Linked DNA regions of Anas platyrhynchos: region 1 is linked to region 2. Evidence: chromatin contacts called from public Hi-C data. All regions are on one chromosome and are shown on one strand. The core of a region is the stretch at or near the end of the contact, and the rest is flanking DNA. Distances in the headings are between cores, read along the strand shown.

Region 1 (5,149 bases), core at 2,586-5,085, 58 kb after region 2:
GCGAAAATTTAGGAAAGCTTCAGAACTGGACCACGAGGCTCCCGGAGAAGCGTTCCTCTCAGCCTGTTTCTGCAGCATCCGATTGCAGGCTCTGGGCAGTGTCGAAACAACCAGGGCAGCACCTCCTGTGCACGTAACCCCAGCGCCGTGGCACACGGGGAGCAGAACAGCCCCGCTGTCGTGACCCGCAGCACGCTGCTCCTCCTGCCCCTGCAGATTATTGCCCCTGAGCAGCCAGGGATGTCAAGCAAAGGCAACGTGAAGTGATGAAACAGCAGGCAGGGGAAAGAAACGCAGGCCAGCCCTTTGAGGCAAGCTGTAGAAATCATGTTTTGCAGCAGATGCAAGCAGCTGCCCCAGCACTTGGCACTGTAACGCCAATTCCTGTTCGGTTCCACCATCAAATCCTCTTACCGCCCCGGCTGCTTGCTGCCTGCTTCCCTCCTTACCTAAATCCTCTGCACTTACCTTCTGCAGGCGTGTGCCCGTCCCAAACAGCAGCACCTTTTCCAGCTTCTCGGGCAGTTTGGCTCTGCACACACCTCGTGTCACCCACCCTAAGTGCATCCCCTGAACAACAAAACCCAAGAAGCCCAGAAATGGAACAGCTTTCCCTGATTTTCTTGACCTACACCGATTTCTGTGCAAGTTCAGCGTTTGTCTTCCATATTAGCCATCATCCCGCGATGCGAGGCTCTTCCTCTCAAAGCTACCAACATCAAGCAATACTCGGGGGCAAGAGAAAAACCTTTCAAGAATCACTGAAGTTCACTTTTGGTCTAAATAAAGCCTCCAGCTCAGAAAGCTTCCAACGTTGAGAGAGAAAGCAGCAGTTATTTTTACAGTGATTCAATTAGAGTGTAAACATTTACACCGCGTCTACCAAATCTAACAACTAAATCTGTTTAAAAATTGCCACGTGGCAGAGAAGAGAACACAAAAACCACACAGAACCCAACTTTGAACATTTTCAAAAGAAAAAGAAAGCGTAAGCGAAGACTGGAGCTATGTAAGGCTGCAGTACCACAAAAGCAAGGCAGGCTCCCAGCCCTTATCATCATCTTCCTTCCCCTGTTGCCATTTTACCCCGTCCTCCTCTACGTTTGCTCTCCCTCTCGCCGCTTTCTTCAGCAGCAGCAAGGTTAGGGGAGTTCAGGTCGACTTTCTCTTGATGTGAACCGAGACGCATGTACTTTCAGATAAGCAAGACCTGCGGGTCTCCCTCCTCCATTCATCCTGGTTTTGACAGGTGGGATTGCTTTCAGCAAACACGCCAGCGTGTAACGCTATTAGCGAGGGTTTTGAGCAGTGTTTATACAACCTGGTTGCCTTCCTTCCCTCCAGGGATTATCCCAAGTTCGAGAGACACGCAGCCCTCCTCAGCAGCTTGTCTGGGCACCTCGATTAATTCCTGCTCAAGGGCCTGTGCGACAGATCCTCTGCAGCAGCTGAAGAGGTATTTTTCCTAGATCTTTGTGGGACTTTGCTTTGTGAGACCCTGCTCTACAAGCACTGCTACAGAGCTCACACATCTCGCTGCCTGCAGCACAGGGAGCTTCTCTTACCGAGGGCACCGATGGGTTGCACCATTTCTGCTGTCCTTACCTGCTCGCCAAGCTCAAAGCACATCTTCGGGAGCAGCGCTGAGCACAGCATTACACACAGGGTAATTACGTAGCCTGAAACACTCCCTCCACGCGATACCGAGGGCTGCGAGCAAAACATGCAACCCATTTGTAGTGCAGGAAACTCTATCCATAAGGAAAAAAGAATAAAAGGGCAAATTTATTTCACTATAGAAGATTCAGGCAGTTTGCTTTTCAACTTGCAAGCAGAGAACCTCGTGTCCACGCCGTCTCGCATGGCATGTTCCTTATCACAAGAGCACGGGATCCCCAGCAGACAAGCTCGTTCTCCTGCTCCGGAGGAGCCAGCGTGCTGGCGGGCAGCTGGCAGCAGCCACGCGGTCGCAATTCCAAAGATGGAAATTCTGCTGCCTGCGTACCGCTGAGATGGCATGCGCGTGGAGCGGCGAGGGAGGCCTTCGTCCTTTGCCCTAGAGAGCAAACGCTCAGGAAGTGCAGAAAAGTCAGAAGCAGCTAAGAAGGAATCGCGAGTTGATGGGGCATGCCCTTGAAATCCTCCTCTTGCTCTACACGGGCTACGCAGCGTATCCAACGTTCCCCATCAGGTTTCTCCCCGCAGGCTCCCTGGTGGGTTTACTCCCTGATAAATCCACCCTTTAAAACGGGAGGCGTAACGACCAGCGAGAAGCAGGATCCAGATCTCACCAGGCTTTAATTTAAAATTATCAAAGAAAACAAACACGCAGCGATGGAGAACGCCGCGGAGCTCCAGCTCGGGGAGCGGAACTGCCGCAGCTCCAGCCCGGGTGATTTATCACAGCCCTGAAACAAATTACTTCCGTTTCTCACTGCTACGCGCCCCACACCGAGACGCTTCCCAGCCCTACCAACACCTGTGTGCGAGACGCGCCGCTGCTCCTGTTCGGAGAGAGAAGGAAAAAAAAAAAAAAAAGAGGTGCAGGGAGAGAAAATGAAACGCCCAAGGCAGCTCAGCATCTAGTTCACACAGGCAGTCATTAGAAAAAATAAAATATACGCAGAAGGTGAGAATTCAGACAGGCTTCTCCAGTGCGGAACAATGAGCCTAAGAGCCTTGCTCCCTGAGCACGGCGTGATGTTGTTTCAAGAGTGGATTTGGGGAGAGCCAAGCTGAGGATAAGCGCTGCCTTGAAGCTTTGAGGCTGACGGCAGCTCTCTGAAGGCTGCCCAGAGCCCTGGCTTCTGGGTGAGGATGGAAACCAACGCGTTGGGTGCAGAAATCCCCCAGGTGTGAGGAGCACCTGGACCGGCCAGCACGGCCTGCTGGCCCCGGACACCAACCTGAGGGCTCACGGATGTGGTGGGCACCGAGCCCAGCACCTCGAGCCCTATTTCACCCATGCCACGGTACCTGAGTGCCCAGTGCCCTACTGGTGACGGCTGTGACAGATACCAGTGGCTCTGCGGGACGGTCTGGTAGTGTTAAAAACCTGGTGTTTTACAGAACGGGCCTGAAATCCCAAAAAAACTCAATGCATGCCAGCAGGACCTATGTGTAATAACCAAATCCCCAAATTTACAGGAATACAAAGCCTCCCGCCAACTCCAGCCTGGTGAACTCCAGCAGCGAAAGCATCGCTGTTATTATTAATATTGTTATTATTGTCATTGTTATGATTATTATTGTTATTGTTATGATTATTATTATCATTGTTATGATTATCGTTGCCATTATTATCGTTATTACCCTCATGACCATCATTCACAGCCCCGCTCCGCTCCCTGAGGCGGGCGATGCGGGAGGCCGGGCTGGGCGCTCCGCCTCACCGCGACCCCCCTGGGGCCGAAAGCGACGGGAAAAGAAATGAATTAACAACAAAATAAATAAATAAAAGAAAAAGGAGGGAGCCCTGCGGTGAAGCAACCCCCGCCCCGGCCAGCCTCCAAGCGGCCTCCTCAAGCCCAACAGCGCCGGGCCGGGTCCCCACCCCCCCCACCCCCCCCACCACAGCCCCGCCGGTCCCCGGGGCCTCGCCGCTTCCCACCCCCCGAGCCCGGTTCTCGCTCTGAGGCCGCGGCCGGAGCCCCTCTCACCTGCTCGGCCGCTCCGCGGCGAACTCGGCCCCGCCGGACTCCGCCATCTTCGCTGCGCCGCCGCCGGGCCCCGAGCTGGGAGGCGGCGGCGGAGTCGCCGCGTTAAAGGCGCAGCGGCGAGAAGGGGGCCCCGGGCGCTGCTCCGCGCCCAGCCCGGGCCTGGCGCCGCCCCGCAGCCGCCGCCACAGCTAGCGGGGGGCCGGGCACAGCCCCCGAGGGCGAGGGGGGATGTGGGGGATCCGCCACAGGGGTCCCGTCATGAGCCCCGGGGGTTGTTGTGATCCCAAGGATGAGGGGTCTGGGGAGCTCTGTCACGACAGTGGGGGACCCAGGGGGCTGTCATGATCCCATAAACATGGGGGTTCTGTCACGAACCTGGGGGTTGTCACGGCCCCACAGACACGGGGGTCCTGTCATGAGCCTGGGGACTGTCACCAAACCACAGCTGAGGGGGTCTGGGGAGCCCTGTCACGACACTGGGGGGCCCAGGGGGCCGTCACGGCCCCACAGACACAAGGGTCCTGTCACGAACCTGGAGGTTGTCACGGCCCCACAGACACAGGGGTCCTGTCATGAGCCCCAGGATTGTCATAATCCCAAAGATGAGGGGGTCTGGGGAACCCTGTCGCGACACTGGGGGGTCCAGAGGGCTGTCACGGCCCCACAGATATGGGGGTCCTGTCATGAGCCTGGGGGTTGTTGCTGCCCCATAGATGAAGGGGTCTGGAGGTTGTCACAGCCCCACAGATGATGGGTCTGGGGGCTGTCACGGCCCCACAGACACAGGGGTCCTGTCATGGGCCCAGGGACTGTCACCACCCCACAGCTGAAGGGGCCCCGGGGGAGCCCAGTCACAGCTCTGGGGGCTGTCACAGCCCCGTAGATGAAAGGGTCCGGGGGGAGCTGCCACGGCCCCACAGATGAGGGGATACAGGGGGAGGCTGGGGGTCTCCTGCTGACAGCAGCCCCACCAGCAGCAGCCAAGGGACCTTCAGGGTGGCCTGCGCCCAAGCCCTGAACCTTTTCCCTCTGAATTCCTCCTGCAATCCCTTAAACACCTGGAGAAAGCGCGGTGTGTAGACGGGTTCAGGCAGCCCACATCCTCGGGACACCACAGCACCGGCAGCGCCTTGGTGACCCGAGCAATTACCCAACCCAAGTGATTATTCAACCCCAGCCCTCCAAGATTTTATCATTAAAAAAAAGAAAAACACTTTGTGCAAGAGCAACAGTACCCTCCAGAGGGTGCAGTTTTGTTGTCAGAGCTCGTCCGGGTGTCCGCGATGCCTTTTCCACGAGGCACCCGGCCACATGCTCGGCATCCTGGCTCAGCCATCGCCGTAGCCGGGGCCAAGCGTCGCGGGGCCGTGTAATTTTTCAAGCCGTCGCGCATCTGGAGGCAGTGGACGGGCTCGAGGGCATTCCAGTCATCAGTGGAAATCGGGAAATTATTCATAGCGGTGGCCCTGCCAACGACCGTGGGTAAATTT
Region 2 (5,462 bases), core at 1,506-4,005:
AAATCATCTGTACTGGTAGCTACCTAAGTGTTAGAATCAACACATTTGGACACATTTTGAGTAGCTCGGTATCCTTTCCACTGCTGGAATTGGCCTTCTTCTTCCCCTTCTAATCCTGAAAGGGAAGCAGCTTCCTTCAAGAAGCACTTACCAGCACAAATCATTAAAATTTCATCCACAAATGAAATCCATGGTCTAGTGCTAGATCAATAAAGAATGAGTTCTGCCTATTATCTAACCAGTCACTGTCATTATAACACTGCCAGGAGGACACTACAGGTCAGGCAACCGAGATCTGATAGAGCAGGGGCAGAATGACCAAAGAAGGAGCTGTGAAATTCTTCCCCAGCTAACTTGTTACCCTGATCTCGCTCTCTATTCTGGACCTTTATATGCAGAGAGAGAGAGAACATTTCACAACAAACCATGGCACAACCAGCACAAAAGAAATCTGCCCAGAAATCATCACTACTATGTAGGTATATACTCCACTTCTTATCAGGATCTGAAAGCAGCTACAAATCCAATTTTGGAGGATAATAATGTATGATGCTCTATAAATCCTTTAAATGAAAGCTTTCTAAATATAGAAGGTGCCTGGCTCTCTCCAACTTCGGGAAACTGCTTGTTAGCAGGTTTCTTGATCAAAGTTCTGCTAACTCCTTGAGCCTACAGCACTTTGGTGGTGCATTACATTTAACAGCCTGAAAAAGTATCAATGCAACAGCAGCAAGGTGTGAAATAAATGCTGATAGCCAGGATTCAGGCTGCTCTAATTAAACATGAAGTCACAAGTGACACCATTTTATGAAACTACGGCCACCGTAAGCACACCCGAAAACCAAATTCTGTCTGTAAAGCATTTGAAGATGGATTAAATCAAAACCATTCTACTTCAGACTCCACCTAGAAGTATACCTATCACAAGGGCTGTCCAGCTTGAACCCTGATGCTACGTTTTCAAAATGAAAGCTTTATCTTTTTCAGCTCTGCCCCAGCTTACCGAGTTGATGTCTATTCCCATTGATGGTTGGGTCTGGCTACCCGGAGGTGACTGCGGGATGGTAGAAGGTACCGTGACGGAGAGTGGGGGGAGTTGTGTTCCTCGCTGTAAACCAGAGGTCTGCATTAAAGGAGTATTCTGAGGCAGGGTACTTGCCACCTGGGTCTGCTGCTGTTGCTGGGAAGTTGTCTGGGTAAAAAACGGATATGGGGGAAGCTGCTGTTCCAGAGACAACGCATCCATTGCCACGGCCTTAAAAAGAAAAATTAAAATCATCCACACTGGCAGGTGACTCCCCAAGCATGTCAAGTTTCACATCAAGTGATCCACACTAAGTCAATCTTGCATTTTTAAATGTTAACTAAAGGTTTAAAGACACTCAAGAATACGTTTCAAGGGACTTAATATCACCTTCAGGGTACAATAAACAAAAACCCAATTGAATGTCCAGATGAGGAATTGATAACCTACTCAGTTGTGGAATTGTACTTATGAAATCAATTTTAAAAACTAACTGTGCTTCTTATATGGATTAGAGAAATGTCTTCCAAATTTCATGGACAATGTCTTCAAAAGAAAAGTGTCTTGATGTTTACCAAGGATTTAGAAAAGTCAAAGTAAAATCTGTGTCCTCTACAAACCTCTCACTTTTTAAGGTACAGATTAACAAACACATTTAAAGATTACAGAACAAGAAAGACGAAGTTACAGTCATTTCCCTCCCCTAGGTAGGGTAAAACAATTCATCTGTGACCAAAAATTGTAATTCTCCAAGCGAGGTCCTACCTGAGTAATTGGTGACAAAGGGGAAAGCGTAGGAGACATTTGCTGTGACTGTGGTCGCCTCGAGTCTGCGCTCAATGAGAGAGGGCTGACGGTGGGCTGACGGTGCTGCTGGGAAGGGGCTGGCGTCGTCGTCATTCCTGCCAGTGAGGAACAAACGAGCTCAAATGGGAACGGAGCAACAGTTCATTGATACTGGTACAGAGGTAATTGCCTGATCTGTCAAAAATGTACAGCATAATTTGACGACGCAAAGTGGTGAATGTGCCTAGGCCAATCAGGCTGAAATTCATTAGCTAATTTGCAACTTTGTCAGGTTAAACAGCATCAGGAAGAAAGGAAGATCCCTGTGGTTGTTTATCCTGGACCTAAACCCGTCACAGTTGTGCAGGACGGTGCACAGATACTGACTGGGAATTGAAATAAGCAGACCAGCTCCAGCAGCACTGTGCTTCCCCAGTGGTTTATGGAAACAATAGGCACCGTTCTCGCACACCCCTGGGCTGCACACACAAAGAGTCCAAGAGCAGCATGTTCTCCTCTATTTGTAAGAGCTGAAACCTCAGGAAGAAGATAACAGATCATGTAACAAGACTAATCAGAAGGCACTTGTGTTATTATAAAAAGCAAACATCTATTTAATGGAAAATGCAGAAGAAAAACTGGTTACACAGGACGTACTCCATTTTAATGGCATAGCAGAGCACAGGAAGGCAGGAAATATCCCTCGCACTCTAAAGAGCCCTGACCTAGCAGAGGCTAGGGACAGACTACAAAGTAATTTAGCTTTACTCACATTCAAGACAAAACCTGCAAGCTTTGAAACCTCTCCTGTTTTCTGCCTCACCCTAGAGGAACTGAGACACCCTGGAAAGCAATTTCAGGACAATCTCTCTAGTGAGCTGTTCTTCCAGAGCTGCCAGAAAGGAGGAATTCACAAGAGCCTGAGAGCTCCTCAGCACTTGGCACCTGCTCAAGGCTTCCAGGCAGGCTGCCAGGGAGCCAGGAAGTCCGGGCTGCCAAGGAGCCAGCAGGCAAACTGGCTCTAACTGAGCAGATTCTGAAGACTGCCTGGCTTCCCGCACGATGTTTTCAAAAATCAACACTGTCTCATGGAACATGTCAGCGAACTGACAACCTCAAATGCACAAATGTGTAGCCTAAGTTGTTGGCAGTTCTTCATAACCTGACAGGTGTTTTTCCCCACCTTTACTTGGGGCTGCTACAGGCATGTCTGCACAATGCACAGAGCTCCTACAAAAGGCTCAGAAGTGTTTACATTTTCCGTTCAAGATCTAGGAGATAAAGAAAGGAAAGGAAGGTTTGAGAATATCAGTTAAAAAAAGCCAAAACACTGACTACGCCATTGCTTAAACTATGGGAGAGTCTCCAACAAGCAGCAGCAAAATCATCAATGAATGCACCTCTCTCATTTGTAGTATCTTTCATGGATCAGAAAATGTTTTCAAAGCAATTACATACCTACTGGTTTGGTTTTATACCATTTACTCTGCTAATTACGGGTAGTGCAAAAAATTTAGCAACCCAGCCTGGCCTAACTCCATGGAAGTAGTTTGTTTCTTTTTATATACACACCACCTATCTTAACAAAGCCTTGCTACGTTCTACTTGAATGAGAGCCCATCCCTGAAACTTTGTGTAGTCTGTTTTGAGACCAGAAAGCTTTCTGAAGGGTGCCAAAAGCTGCTGATTTCCTCTCTACTTAGAGGGGTAAACTGTATTCTTGCTTCCTTCTTAAATGTAACTGCTCAGCCATAACACTACATTAACCTGATTAGAATTATTTCCTTTTTACCAATATATGAGAGGATTTTTAAGTGGGTAAATGAATCCTGCCTAACACAGGAAATACATTTCTATTTTTGGATAGAGCACTTTTCTTCTGTTCTAGGAATCAACCGGCTGCAATTGTCACTGACAATAAAACGCAACCCTGTGCTCACAAGTAGGACCTAGAGAAACTATTAAAAAAAAATAACAATCATTAGTTTAGGCCATTTGCTTAAGTTGAAATTATCAGTTGATCAGTATGAACATTATAAACTGCCAGCGTGGCTTTTTTTTTTTTTTTTAGTAAAACTACCAGTATTGCCAAAGTGCAAAAGCCCCAACAAAGCTCAGACTCATGCTGAACAGCTCAAACAGCAGCAGCATTTTGCAAGTACTTGCAACAAAAACTACGCTCAAAAGGCAACGATTTCAACACAAAGGCACCATAGTGAGAGTGAAGTGTGCACTTGGTATTGCTTCCCAAAGCCCTTCTATATCATGAATCCTGACTACTCCGGATATTTTCAAAAATCAGGCAACCAAGCTTACTAAAACTAGCAAACCTTGTAAATTCTCCATGTTATTTTGACTGCTCAAAAGACAAAATCTGCTTCAGGTGAAGCAAGCAATGCTATTTCTCCAAAAGAATCCTTATTTGGAAAAAAAATATATTCTAAAGGAATGCAAACAAAGGCCTACTTAGGGTATTTCCACAATTCAAATGCTGTTGGGATTAAGTACAATGAATTACAAGGGAGGCACATTTTGGATGCTATAGTCTGTCCTATAAAGTTATATACAAACAACAAAAAAACAGACTTGGGCATGAAGAACTTGAAAAAAATGTAAGGATATTTGTAAGTCAAAACTAAATACAGCTCTATCACTTTGTCATACAGAAATGGCTTTAAGAAAACCTTGTTTACAAAGGAAAGTCAGTGAACAGAAGTAGAATTACCCCTCAGACAAAACAGTATTATTCAGCAACGCGACTTCCATGCTGTAAGACAAGTGACATATTATGGACAATCTGTTAAAACGGTGCAGAATTGTGATCTTACCCTGACTGGCAGTGCTGATGCCCAAGTGAGTCAGATTGGCAGCAAGATTTCCGGTACTATTGGAGCTACTCAGGGCTGGGAATGTGGATTCCTCAGGATCTAACGGTGTTGGGAGAGGGGAAGGGAAATGGATGTTTGTCAGGTCTGGAAGGGAGCCACCCGTGTTATGCGTAGCAGGAATCAGCGTTGTAGTGTTTTCCTGGTCAGCTGATGGAAAGATGCTAAATAAAGGAGAGAGGAAAAAAGAAAACTGAGTTTAAATTTCAGCCTGGACAGATCTGTACAAAACCATTTTCAAAAAAGGGAGGTGGCCATATACAGAAAGATATATGGTATTTTTGATAAACCAACTTGTAACAGACAAGGGGACACTAACACTAGTTTTGGCTTATCTTGCATCTACTCAAGAAGAAATTCAATGTACAATGTACTTTCTTAAAGATCTCAATGCTCTTTTAAAAGATGCTCAAAACTTACTTGATTCCTGGAACTTCACATGATTTAGGTCTTGATGACCCAGTCTAAAACAGAAGGAAGAAATGTTTATAAGCAAAGATATTTGAAATTACTGCTTACGGTATTTTATTCAGAAAATTTTATTGCATTTCTAGAGCTATTCTTCTACACAAGAGCTCTGTGAAGGTCTTAGAAAAGGCTGGTCATCTTTGTTTCCTTTAATGACTGGCCCAACAAGCCCCAAATTTAAAGAGTTTCTCCTGATATAATCAAATAAAATACATATTAAGTGCCTTTCTGATCTAATGTTTAATGATATGTTGCTAAATATAGCATTTCATCTCTGAGCTCTGGAAGTAGTTTGTTCT

The links. Hi-C and Micro-C count contacts between places; a contact is called where the count stands out from the background.
Region 1: a Hi-C map of subcutaneous adipose tissue shows a contact between it and region 2, with 1.7 times the contacts expected there. The contact joins the promoter of KLHL26 here to the enhancer-like site in region 2. A contact is called at or near these places in 2 of 8 Hi-C or Micro-C datasets (liver and subcutaneous adipose tissue).

The regions. Positions count from the first base shown.
Region 1 is chr29:1,736,847-1,741,995 of IASCAAS_PekinDuck_T2T, forward strand. KLHL26 (kelch like family member 26) reads right to left here and starts at 3,836. Exons shown (of 2, transcript XM_027472403.3): 1 at 3,660-3,836. The coding sequence starts at 3,706.
Region 2 is chr29:1,680,081-1,685,542 of IASCAAS_PekinDuck_T2T, forward strand. CRTC1 (CREB regulated transcription coactivator 1) reads right to left here. Exons shown (of 14, transcript XM_072029333.1): 8 at 5,116-5,159; 9 at 4,639-4,859; 10 at 1,790-1,926; 11 at 1,004-1,255. Among named protein-coding and RNA genes, the nearest start is that of CRTC1, 31 kb to the right of the region's middle. Within about 2 kb of position 2,756, at least 1 of the 8 cell types and tissues checked has an H3K27ac peak or open chromatin away from gene starts, as enhancers often do. A contact at or near this core is called in subcutaneous adipose tissue, where this site is marked.